Linked DNA regions of Sus scrofa: region 1 is linked to region 2. The links are chromatin contacts, called in public HiChIP or PLAC-seq maps. All regions are on one chromosome and are shown on one strand. The core of a region is the stretch at or near the end of the contact, and the rest is flanking DNA. Distances in the headings are between cores, read along the strand shown. Region 1 has its middle 67 kb from the start of TMCC1. Region 2 has its middle 37 kb from the start of PLXND1.

Region 1 (5,637 bases), core at 669-3,168, 260 kb after region 2:
ATTTCTATACAGAGTACACAGCACCCACACCATGCCAAATCTTAATAAGTGCTCATAATTTTAACAGATCTAGATTGCGTGCCAATGAATTATTTTAATATCTGAATTTTTCCTATGCAGATCAGCGATCTATTCTGTAAGCAGCTGAAAACTCTTTAGAAATTAAAAGGTTACCACCCACAGACCAGAAGCAGCTTTTTAATCCTTCTACACTAGCCAGAGAGTGGGTGTGTGATTTCAAAAAATCACAAGCAAACTCTGTTAGTAGAGGACAAGGTGCTGCTGCATTAAAATCCCACCTATAAGCATCATATGTTATATGACACTAGTAAAACTACCATCTGAGTCTCACTGTTCTAATCTACAGGTGGAGGGAAAAAATAACAGGAATACTGTCATTAACACAATATGCATCTTGTCATTAACACTCTCATAAGGTTCTTTCCTTCCTGGCTTTGCAACTATTTCTATACACAGGTACTTCAAAGACAAGAATTGGGTTTAGTCAATAACTTCCAAAGATAAGATACTGGTCAGAAGGCATAAACAAAGTTTTGTTTTGTTTTAAAGCAACTACCCGCTTTTTAATAATTTAGGAAATCAGACCTTCCTGAGAGATGCTTATGGTACAGGTACCTCTGATATGTATGTCAGACTTACAGCAACCATTTTGGATTAGTGCGTGTGTGTTCATCTTCCTTTCCTCTACGACAAGTCAGGATGGAAAGGCAGTGTGCAAAAGCACTGGCTAAGATCTACCAAGACTTAATGTGTAAGGTGTCACCAAAGAAGTGGGGGGTCGGAATTAGCCAACAGCTCAAGGGGCTGCTTGAAGAAACTCTGCTGCAAATTCACCTGGGGGATGTTCACCATCAATGTCAGGGATGGACCAACCAACCCCTGGACAAGGACTACACATCCGTGCTAAAAATAAAAAACCTGGAGTCTGCGAGCTGTAAACGGATCTCCGGCCCTTTAGGGAAGATGCAACTCAATGAGCCCCTTTTCCCTTCCTAAAAGGATTAAAGAAAGGCACCTGGGGCCAAGTCTGGCTAGCTTAGACTCACATCCCACCGCGCACCTCCTAATCTCCCTGTTCCCAGTACAGCGGGCTCCCTTCTCCCCTCGAACAAGTTCAAAATCAAAACAAAAGGTGCAAAACTGGTTTCAGGTGGCAATGGCTGAGCCCTTGTGGCCAACTTCTGGGGCCGCTAGGGCGAGCGAGGGCTCGTAGGACCCCAGGCCCCCCAGAGTCGGCTACCGAACAGCCCCTCGGGCCTGGGCCCAACTCCCCCACACGCCCTTCCCTCCCCGCGGCCCTGGAGGGGGTGCTGGGAAGGGGGCGAGGCGAGGGGGTGGGGAGAGAAACCCAGGGTCAAGATGACAGCGAAACAGACCAGGGGAGAAAGAGGCCCGGGGGGATGCTGGGGGTCGAGTCTAGCTAGGCCCGGGGCTTCAGCCCGAACGGGGGCGACCGATGGTCCGAGCCGCGCCAGGCCGCGAGCTGGAGGCCCGGCCCGCGTCGGCGGCGCCACCCCGCCACGCTCCCCTCACGACTCTCCCCGCCCCGGGCGGAGGGGCAATGAGGGGCCGCCGCCAGCGTGTCCGGGGCGGGGGCACTCACTCACCGGCGGGGAGGGGAGGAGCAGCCGGCGTCTCCGCCAGCACCGTCGCTCGTGCTCAAGCACCGGCTCCTGCCGCTGCGGCCGCCGCGCCCGGTCCATCCCCCCCCAACCACCCCCCTCCCGGCCCTCCCCCCGCGCCGCCTGAGCCGCCGCAGCCGCCACCGCCGCCACGGTCCCGGCGCGGGAACGCGAACCAGCGCGAGGGGGCGAGAGCGCGCGCCCGCCTCCACCACCCACAACCTCCGCCCCCGGCTGGCGGCGCACGCGCAAGGCGGTGGCGGCGGGCGCGCGCACGCCGCAGGAGGCGGGCACAGCTCCGGAAGGCGTACCCCCGCCCCACCCGCCCGCCCACCCACGCGGTAGCTATGCTCTGAGTCGATCCAGCGCAGGTGGCCGGGGGCTGTTCCGCGTGGGCTGTTCCAGGCGAAAGCTCCCGAAACGCAGTTCCTCTGGAGAGCGAAGGCCCACGGCAGCTCAGCGGATTTCTGGCGGCCGCTCCGGGTTTTTCACCTGTTCTCCCTGTCTTCAATCGTAAGGCCTTCTTTCATGCTCAAATCCAGCAAGTTTTCGGCTGCTGCTGGGAAAAGGACTGGGGCTGTCACTATTTCACATCTGGTATTACTGCTGAAGGGAACTGAAGCAGTCATCAGCCTATCCCTTTATTATTCCAATTTCCTAATTGATTTATTCGTTCGTCACGTATGTATTGAGGCTCCTTTCATGTCCTAGGCCCTGTATGAGTTACTGGAAGTACAACATGGAAACGAAGTCATGAAGTTAGAACGGGTTAAAGACACTGTTATGGGGGAATCACACAAAATTTAAATTTGCAAACAGTGTCATCTCTTCTGAGAAGTGCGTGGCTCCCAGAGAGCCTGTTTTGGGGCGGGGTGGAGGAGGGATGGAGGGGGTGGTAGGAGATTGATTTTGTGGAATCTGAAGGCCGACTTGGAAGAACTTAACTACCTCCAAGGAGTGAGAGCTTGGCGTGGCTGGAATGGGGCGCTGAAAGAGCATTCAATGTGGAGCGGAGTGTGACGGGGCAGGGGACCAATTAGGAGGCTGCCTGAACAGTCGAGGCACTGGTGATGGTAAGAAGAGCACTGTTTAGGGAGTAAAATGGACAGGAGTTGATAGATTGAAGATTGTGGCCAAGGAGGAGGCAAGGTTGACTCTTAGATTTGAGGTTGGTGGGGATGCATTTATAGATCTCAGGAGCTCTGAAGGAGACCCTTGAGGAAAATAACTAAAAACGGATGATAAACGTAAAAACTAAAACTACCAAGTAAATTTCTAGAAGAAAACACAGAGGAAAAAAAAATCTTTGTGATTTTGAGATAGGCAAAGATTTCTTAGGACACCATAATCATGAACCGTAAAAGAAATGATTTGTAAAATGAACTTAATTAAAATCTAAAACTTTTGTTCTTTGAAAGACATCATGAAAAAATGAAAAGATTGAGGGGTGGATTTGGAATACAATATATCTGACAATCCAGAATATATAAAGAACTCATATAAATGAATGACAACCCAAAACAATGAGCAAAAGGTTTTAGTAAACTCTTCACTAAAGAAGATATAAAAATGGCTAATAAGCAACAAAAAGATGCTCAGTATCTTTAGCCATACAGGGATTTGCAAACTAAAACCAAAATGAGATGCCTCTACCCTCATTACAGTAGCTAGAATGAAAAAGACTGATGACCCACCAACCACATCCCTACACATCTCCTTTACTGTACTATACTCAAGCTCCAAATACAGATGATAACAAAGTCATACTCCCACCTGACATGATACAACTAACTTGCATACAACCAAAAAGCATCACACTTTCCCCAAAAGAGGATGCAACCTTCCTGTGATACTCCCTTTCCGCTTTTGACATCCTGTAACTTAATACTGTGATATAGGAGTTCCCGTCATGGCTCAGTGGTTAACAAATCCCACTAAGAATCATGAGGTTGTGGGTTCGATCCCTGGCCTTGCTCAGTGGGTTAAGGATCTGGCGTTGCTATGGCTGTGGTGTAGGCCAGCAGCTACAACTCCGATTAGACCCCTAGCCCAGGAACCTCCATATGCTACGGGTTTGGCCCTAGAAAAGACAAAAAACTACGATATAAAGTTAACTATATTATTAATATATCTCCACTGTGTAGCAGCAATCAGGTTTTCCCCTGGGTAATCATTATCAGTCACTCCAGCCAGTATAGGAACTCCCTTCTTTGCCTGTTGATTGAGAAGCATGAAATGCCCAACAGGACCAGGTGGCAGTCTCAGCTTCCAATTCAACAGAAACATCTTTGTGTCTCCTGATGGATGTATTCTTCCCTTTGGAACTAAGACCTCTAGACTAGCAGAGCTTCTGGCCATTTCCCCTTCCAAGCCAAAAGAACAAGCAGGTGCACTGCTTGAGGTTTTGCCAAACAGTAGCTTTTCCTTCACTGCTGTTCTTTAGGAGTATCCCAGAAAGGGGCTGCAGCACTGCATATCCTCACCAAGCCTGCATATTGTGTAGGACCTTCGTAAACCAGGCTATAAACCAAGACTGAGTTTTCTCTTCCCCATTCAGCAGGTCCTAGAGAATGCCACATGAGACTAGAGGTGTGCGCTGAGAGAGAAGACATTGAAGCAAGAGTAGGGGCCATGGGCATTCAGGCCACTTCCTCACACAACTTCTTGTGCTGTTAGGGCTCATTCAAGCCCAGTCTCCTACATGCCACTTCACTGATAATATAGTGCTGCCGAGCACACACAAGTTCATAGCTTGGTAGATCAGACAACACCCAGCTCATGGTAAGCAGCTCAGTTCACAAGGTAAACTGATAGTTAAGAGCTCAGTCTCTACTAAGGCTCTGTAGTACACCAAAAAGGCTCTGTAGTTCATCAAAAAGAGAACAATGTCTACAGGGATGGCAGGGATTTGCTCCAAAATCCTGAGATTCTGCACTGCGATTCACCTAGAAGGGCCTGCCCAGAGTCTATCTAGCATATTTATCAGCCTCCTGCAGAATGAGGCTCTCAGTTTGGTTTTCAGAAAACTTTGTTTTTTGCCTTTTGTCCTTTTAGGGGCACACCCATGGCATATGGAGGTTCCCAGGCCAAGGGTCCAATCAGGGCTATAACTGCCGGCCTACACCACAGCCACAGCAACGCCAGATCCGAGCCTCGTCTGTGACCCACACCACAGCTCACGGCAAAGCCAGATCCTTAACCCACTGAGCAAGGCCAGGGATCGAAACCACAACCTCAAGGTTCCTAGTCGGATTCATTTCTGCTTTGCCACATTGGAAGCTCCTGTATTTTGTGTTAGTGGATTTTTTGGGGAGTGGGGGCAGGTTGTGCCTGCAGCATATTGAAGTTCCTGAGCCAGGGAGTGAACTTATATCACAGCAGTAGCGTGAGCCCATAGCAGTGACAACGCTGAATCCTCAGTCCCCTGCACCACCAGGCAACTCCTGAGTTGGTGTTTTTAAAAACGTACTTTATTGAGGTGTGATTTACCCACAATAAAATGAGCGGGTCTCTTGTGCATGGAGCAATGGGTTCTGACAGTTGTTAGGTGCCTGTCACTATTTTCCAGTGAGGACAACAACAAAATTTCTCTCTATAAAGTCCCCATCACTGCTTTCCAGTTAATCCCTTGCCCACCAGAGGCACCCACTGTCAGCGGTTCTTTTACCATAGATTGATTTTGTTTTATTTGTTTCAGACCATACTATAAATAGAATCTCACAATATGTGTTCCTCTATATTTTCACTTGTGTTTTTGAGATTCACCACAGTATGTGTATCAACAGTTTATTTTTTAGGGCAGTACCAGCAGCACATGGAGGTTCCCAGGTTAGGGGTCGAATCGGAGCTGCACCTGCTGGTTTACACCACAGACACAGCAACACAGAATCCGAGCTGTGCCTGTGACCTACACCACAGCTCACAGCAACGCTGGATCCTGAACCCACTGAGTAAGGCCGGGGATTGAACCCGAATCCTCATGGATCCCAGTCAG
Region 2 (5,149 bases), core at 1,514-4,013:
GTATGAATCCCAATATGTAACATTTCCAGAATAGGCAAATCTATAGATAGAAAGTAGGTTAGAGGTTTCTTAGGGCTGGGAGACTGGGAGGGTGACAGTCAATGGGTGGATGTTCCTTTTTTAGGTGATAAAAATGGTCTAGAATTAGTGAAGCTGGATATACAATGGTCAATATGCTAAAGACCTCTGAATAAACACTTTCTTTTTTGCTTTTTAGGGCTGGGCCCGAGGCATAATGGAAGTTCCCAGCTAGGGGTCCATTCGGAGATGCAGCTGCCAGCCCACACTACAGTCACAGCAACTTGGGATCCGAGCCAAGTCTTCGAGCTACACGAGAGCTCACGGCAATGCCAAATCCCTAACCCACTGAGTGAGGCCAGGGATCAAACTGCATCCTCATGGTTACTAGTCAGGTTTATTAACCACTGAGCCATGACGGTAACACCCTGAATAAACAATTTACATGAGTAGACTGAATGATATTGCAATAAAGAAGCAATTTTCATAAAAGAATAAAAACACAGCAGTCTGGGTTGTTTTGGTGCAAGGGCAAACAGCCTTAACACCCCAATGATCTGAGTCGGCTTCTCTAGGCTGGCAATCTGGTTGTGACAATTCAATGAATTTCAGCAGCAAGAGGTCATTTATGTTCTGGAAGATGCTGGCTGAAAATGAGAAAGAGGGAAAAAAATGCTTCCAAGGCTTAAAGTAGTGTGATTCAGTGTCTCTGAGCCCAAATCCTGACTTTGCCATATACTAGGAAAACAACTTACCCACAGGATAAAACTCAAGACACCCGAGTTTGTTTCCATCTGCAACATGGAAATTACAGCACCTCCTCTTCAGAGCCACTGTAAGAATTAGGAGTAAAAAAAGTGGCACTATTCCTAGCACAGAATAAGGATTCAATACATGGCAAAATCCCACTTTTCAAAGAGCACCCAGTATGTGCCAGGCACCGTTGCAGGCACTGAGGACATAGCCATGAACACAATGGCGTTCTTCCCTGTGGTTAAGTCACCAGCAGAATTTCCTGTTGGTCCCTCAGCCCGGTGCACACGCAGCATCTGCCAGTTTTTGTTCTCTGGGGCTGGGATTTGCCCTTTGCTGTTCCTATGGTCAGAGCATTCTAGACACACCGTTTTGCTTAGTTTTCCAAAGTGAGCCAAGAGCCAAGGCTGGCTAGAGAGAACCCCAATTCTAGCTACTAGGCCCTTTATCAGGTAAGAATGGGAGAAACAATATAATCTGAAGAGATCCAGATGAGTCAGAAAGGTCCCTGTCCTCAAGGAATTCTCAGTCTATGAATAACATTAATAACTGAGATCATCTGTGGAGCTAAGTGAGGCTTGTACAATTACTTCAATTAATCCTCACAACCTTTTTTCTAAGGTATAGAGTTTATTATATTTTCATCATGGTTTGCTCTATATTTTAATAGAGTCTCAATGACTATTGAAATTAAGCCTTCTAAAAGAATATTCAATTGGACAGTTTAGGCATTCATTAAAGCAGAAGCCTGAATAAATTTTGTGAGTACTTCTGTAGAATTTAAGGATTCTAGTGCCCAAAATTTAGATTGGTAAGAATTAAATTCTGGGCTTCCTACATCCTCACTTTCCATATATCAAATAAAAAATTTAAGGGCAGGAGTTCCTGTTGTGATAATGAACCTGACTGGGATCCATGAGGATTCATGTTCAATCCCTAGCCTCACTCATTGGGTTTGATACCTCAGCTTCCTTGGTCTCTGTCTCACCATAGCAAAGCATTGAAACAGCAGATGTTTTATCAATTTATTAAAGTGAAAGTACGTTTTCAGAGAGGGAGAGAGAGAACTCTGCGCAGGTTAAAAAGAGGGCCCAACTCAGTTTGCAACAGTCTTTATACCCTACAATGTGATCTGAGTGGACACCCAATTTGATCTTCTGATTGGTCTTGGGCAGGATACCTTATTTGCCTGGGAGACCTTTCTGACTCATCTGGATCTCTTCAGATTATATGGTAGTGGAGTGAGGAATGGGTGACATTCCTTCTGTAGCAGCGAGTGAGCAACCCAGGCTGGTCAAGGGGGAAGGGGCATTACAATGAGACATGGTCAGAGGCTTTTGGGCCTAATCTCCTTGAAGGGCACTTAAAGCCTATAACAGGTTTAGGATCCAGCCATGAGCTGCGGTGTAGGTCAGCAGCTGAGGCTCCAATTTGATCACCAGCCTGGGAACTTCCATATGCCACAGGTGCAGCCCTAATTAATAAATAAATAAACAAAACAAAATAAAAAATTAAAAATTTAAGCGCCTTCCATTGTAGGATCAAAAGGCAAAAGACCAAATACCTTGGACAGTATTTCCTCAGCTGACATGAAAACTCAGCTACTGGGTCCTTCTGAGAGGACTCTTAATTGTCTTCAGACACAGGATGGGTCACTACACCTCTCAACACCTTCTTGGAGTCCTGGGGTATTCAGAACTTTAGCATGGCATTCAGAATTTTTTGCAGCCATTTTAAACTTTGCCCCTCATTTACACATTCTTCCAGGCAACTTCCAAGCCAGCTGAGACTCTTATCCATTGCTTAAACCACTCACCTTGGCCTTTCTCATCTCTGTGGTTTTTGTCAATACTGTTTCTTCAACTTGGAAAACCCGCCTCACTCATCTCCACTCACCAAAATCTCATCTCAGTCCAGACCCCACTGCCTCCTCCTTCCAGACTTCCCCAATCACCAGGTCGGAACTGTTTCTTCCTCTTTGCTCCCACACATGGCTTCTGACGCTATTACAACATAGGCTCCTTTCCCCTGGATTTAGCACATCTCCATGGCAGAGTCTGGTACACAGAGTGGCTCTCAGTGCTACACGATGAATGAAGGGCTGGACTGAACAGGTGGGACCAGAAACAAGCCCCCCACTCCACATGTCCCCTCTGGCAATAGGATGGCCATCTGACCACCACGCCTAGAAATCTAGGGCTGGAAGAAAGCCCAACGGGTGGCCCAGACTTGGTCCAAAGTTCCTTTAAGGCAATCCTAAAGCGAAAGATGGGCTATTACAATTAGAAACATTGTCAACCCTTTCCCAATGGACCTGTTATTTGCTTTTCAAAAAGCTTTGATTTTTAAATTTAAAAGCACACAAGTACATTCATATTAAGAGATTTCATATTTTACAGGAGTCAAGCATGAAAGTCTTATTTCAACAACATTCCTTCCACTCCCTTTCCCAGAAGAAACTCCTGGGGACAGTTTAAAGTGGTTTCATTTCTATATACTTACAAACATGTATGTACACAAACAAAAATATTTTGAACACAAATAGACAATACTTCACTACCTTTTCACTACTTTCCCACCAATTTAATGTACTGATTTACACATGAGGCTGAACATTTTCTTTTGAATGCTTATTGGTGATCTATTTCTTATTCTGTGAACTCTTGCCGATTTTCTACTTAGTTGACTGGTTGTTTCAGTTTGTATTAACTCTTAGACTGACACACTGGCGACACCCATCTTTGGTTACAGATGTTGCCCAGACCTATCTTCCTTCTTATTCATTTGCCATTTCCCAACAGTATAGCTTTGGGCAAGCCATGTCACTCAAGCTTTGTTTCCTTATCTAGACAATGAGGATGACATGGCCCAGACTGTGGGGAGAACTGCATGTCACCTACCAAACATTAAACCCAGTATTCAGTAAGTACTCAATAAATGTGAGCTACTCTTCATTACCTAGACTTGGGGAGAGTTGGTTAGGAGTTTAGTTTGGCCTACAGAGTTTAAAAATAATACAAGTGAGGAGTTTCCGCTATAGCACCGTGGGTTAAGGACCCAGCATTGCCACGGCTGTGGCTTGGATTCTATCCCTGGCCCCAGGAGCTTCCATAGGCTGCAGGTGCAACCATAAAAAATATAACAAAAGTGAATCCTTTAGGTGAGGTAGACATTTTCCAGTTGGCCACACAACCACCCTCCTGCCTCCCTAGTCTGTTTTCTACACCACAGCATCTCAGATTTGTGTTACCAGCCTTCTTTTCTCTGGTTTTTAGTGGATGACAATGAAGCAGCTTCGAAATTACCTGTCACCAGCAATCAAGGCTGCTTTGTGTGCCCACTGTGTACTGTGAAACTCTACGATGCGCCGCTCACAGTGTAGCTTACTATGGCCCTGTGGGAATGGCCAGCGTACAATCTACACATCTGTACGTGGCAGCCTGGTCCATATTTAAGAAGCTTAAGGGCACTCTCACAGTGATTTTAAGTTTTCACAACTTAGTAAGCGGCATCGCTTATTTCACAACATCAGGCAGGATCAGGATGGGTGTGATATCTCTAGATAGGTGGGGTGGAAGGCACTGAGCTAGAAGGCCAGAAGACTGGCCCAAACATCTTCGACATTCAGACTGGGGCCTGAAGGACCCAGTTATCAGGATATGGTCGAAGGCAACATTAGAGCTTCTGGATTTCCAGAGGCCTTCCAGAGGCCATCAAAGAAAAGCAAAAATAGAAATTGCTACTTCTAGGGAGTTCCCCTGTGGCTCAGTGGCAAAGAACCCAACTAGTATCCACGAGGGCACAGGTTTGATCCCTGACCTTGCTCAGTGGCTTAAAGGATCTGGTGTTGTGGTGTATTGCAATGCAGGTTGCAGACATGGCTCAGATCTGGTGTTGCTATGGCTTTGGGGCTGTGGCACAGGCCAGCAGCTACAGCTCCGACTCGATCCCTAGCCTGGGAACTTCCATATGCTGTAGGTGTGGCCCTAAAAACAAAAATTACATCTCTACTTCTATAACAAAACCACAGATGTAATTAGGCTGGAAAATAACTCCTTTCATGAACGCAGGACTTCAAATGTTGAATGTTTTACAAAGTAAGTTTTTGCCATCCTAACATTTCTTTTGTTGTTTGTCTTTTTAGGGCTGCACCCGAGGCATGTGGAAGTTTCCAAGCTAGGGGTGGAATCGGAGCTGCAGCTGCCGACCTAAACCACAGCCACAGCAACATGGGATCCGAGCTGTGTCTGCAACCTACACCAGAGCTCACAGCAACACTGGATCCTTAACCCACCAACAAGGCCAGGGATTGAATCTTCATCCTCATGGATGCTAGTTAGATTTGTTTCCGCTGAGCCACAATGGGATCCCCTTAACA

What was found. HiChIP or PLAC-seq counts read pairs in DNA pulled down with a chosen protein or histone mark.
Region 1: a contact with region 2 is called in an H3K27ac HiChIP or PLAC-seq map of alveolar macrophages. The contact joins two enhancer-like sites. A contact is called at or near these places in 2 of 2 datasets of contacts at active chromatin or transcription factors (alveolar macrophages and skeletal muscle).

What each region holds. Positions count from the first base shown.
Region 1 is chr13:69,288,368-69,294,004 of Sscrofa11.1, forward strand. No RefSeq gene overlaps it. Among named protein-coding and RNA genes, the nearest start is that of TMCC1, 67 kb to the left of the region's middle. Within about 2 kb of position 1,919, at least 53 of the 83 cell types and tissues checked have an H3K27ac peak or open chromatin away from gene starts, as enhancers often do. A contact at or near this core is called in alveolar macrophages, where this site is marked.
Region 2 is chr13:69,030,913-69,036,061 of Sscrofa11.1, forward strand. No RefSeq gene overlaps it. Among named protein-coding and RNA genes, the nearest start is that of PLXND1, 37 kb to the left of the region's middle. Within about 2 kb of position 2,764, at least 1 of the 83 cell types and tissues checked has an H3K27ac peak or open chromatin away from gene starts, as enhancers often do. A contact at or near this core is called in alveolar macrophages, where this site is marked.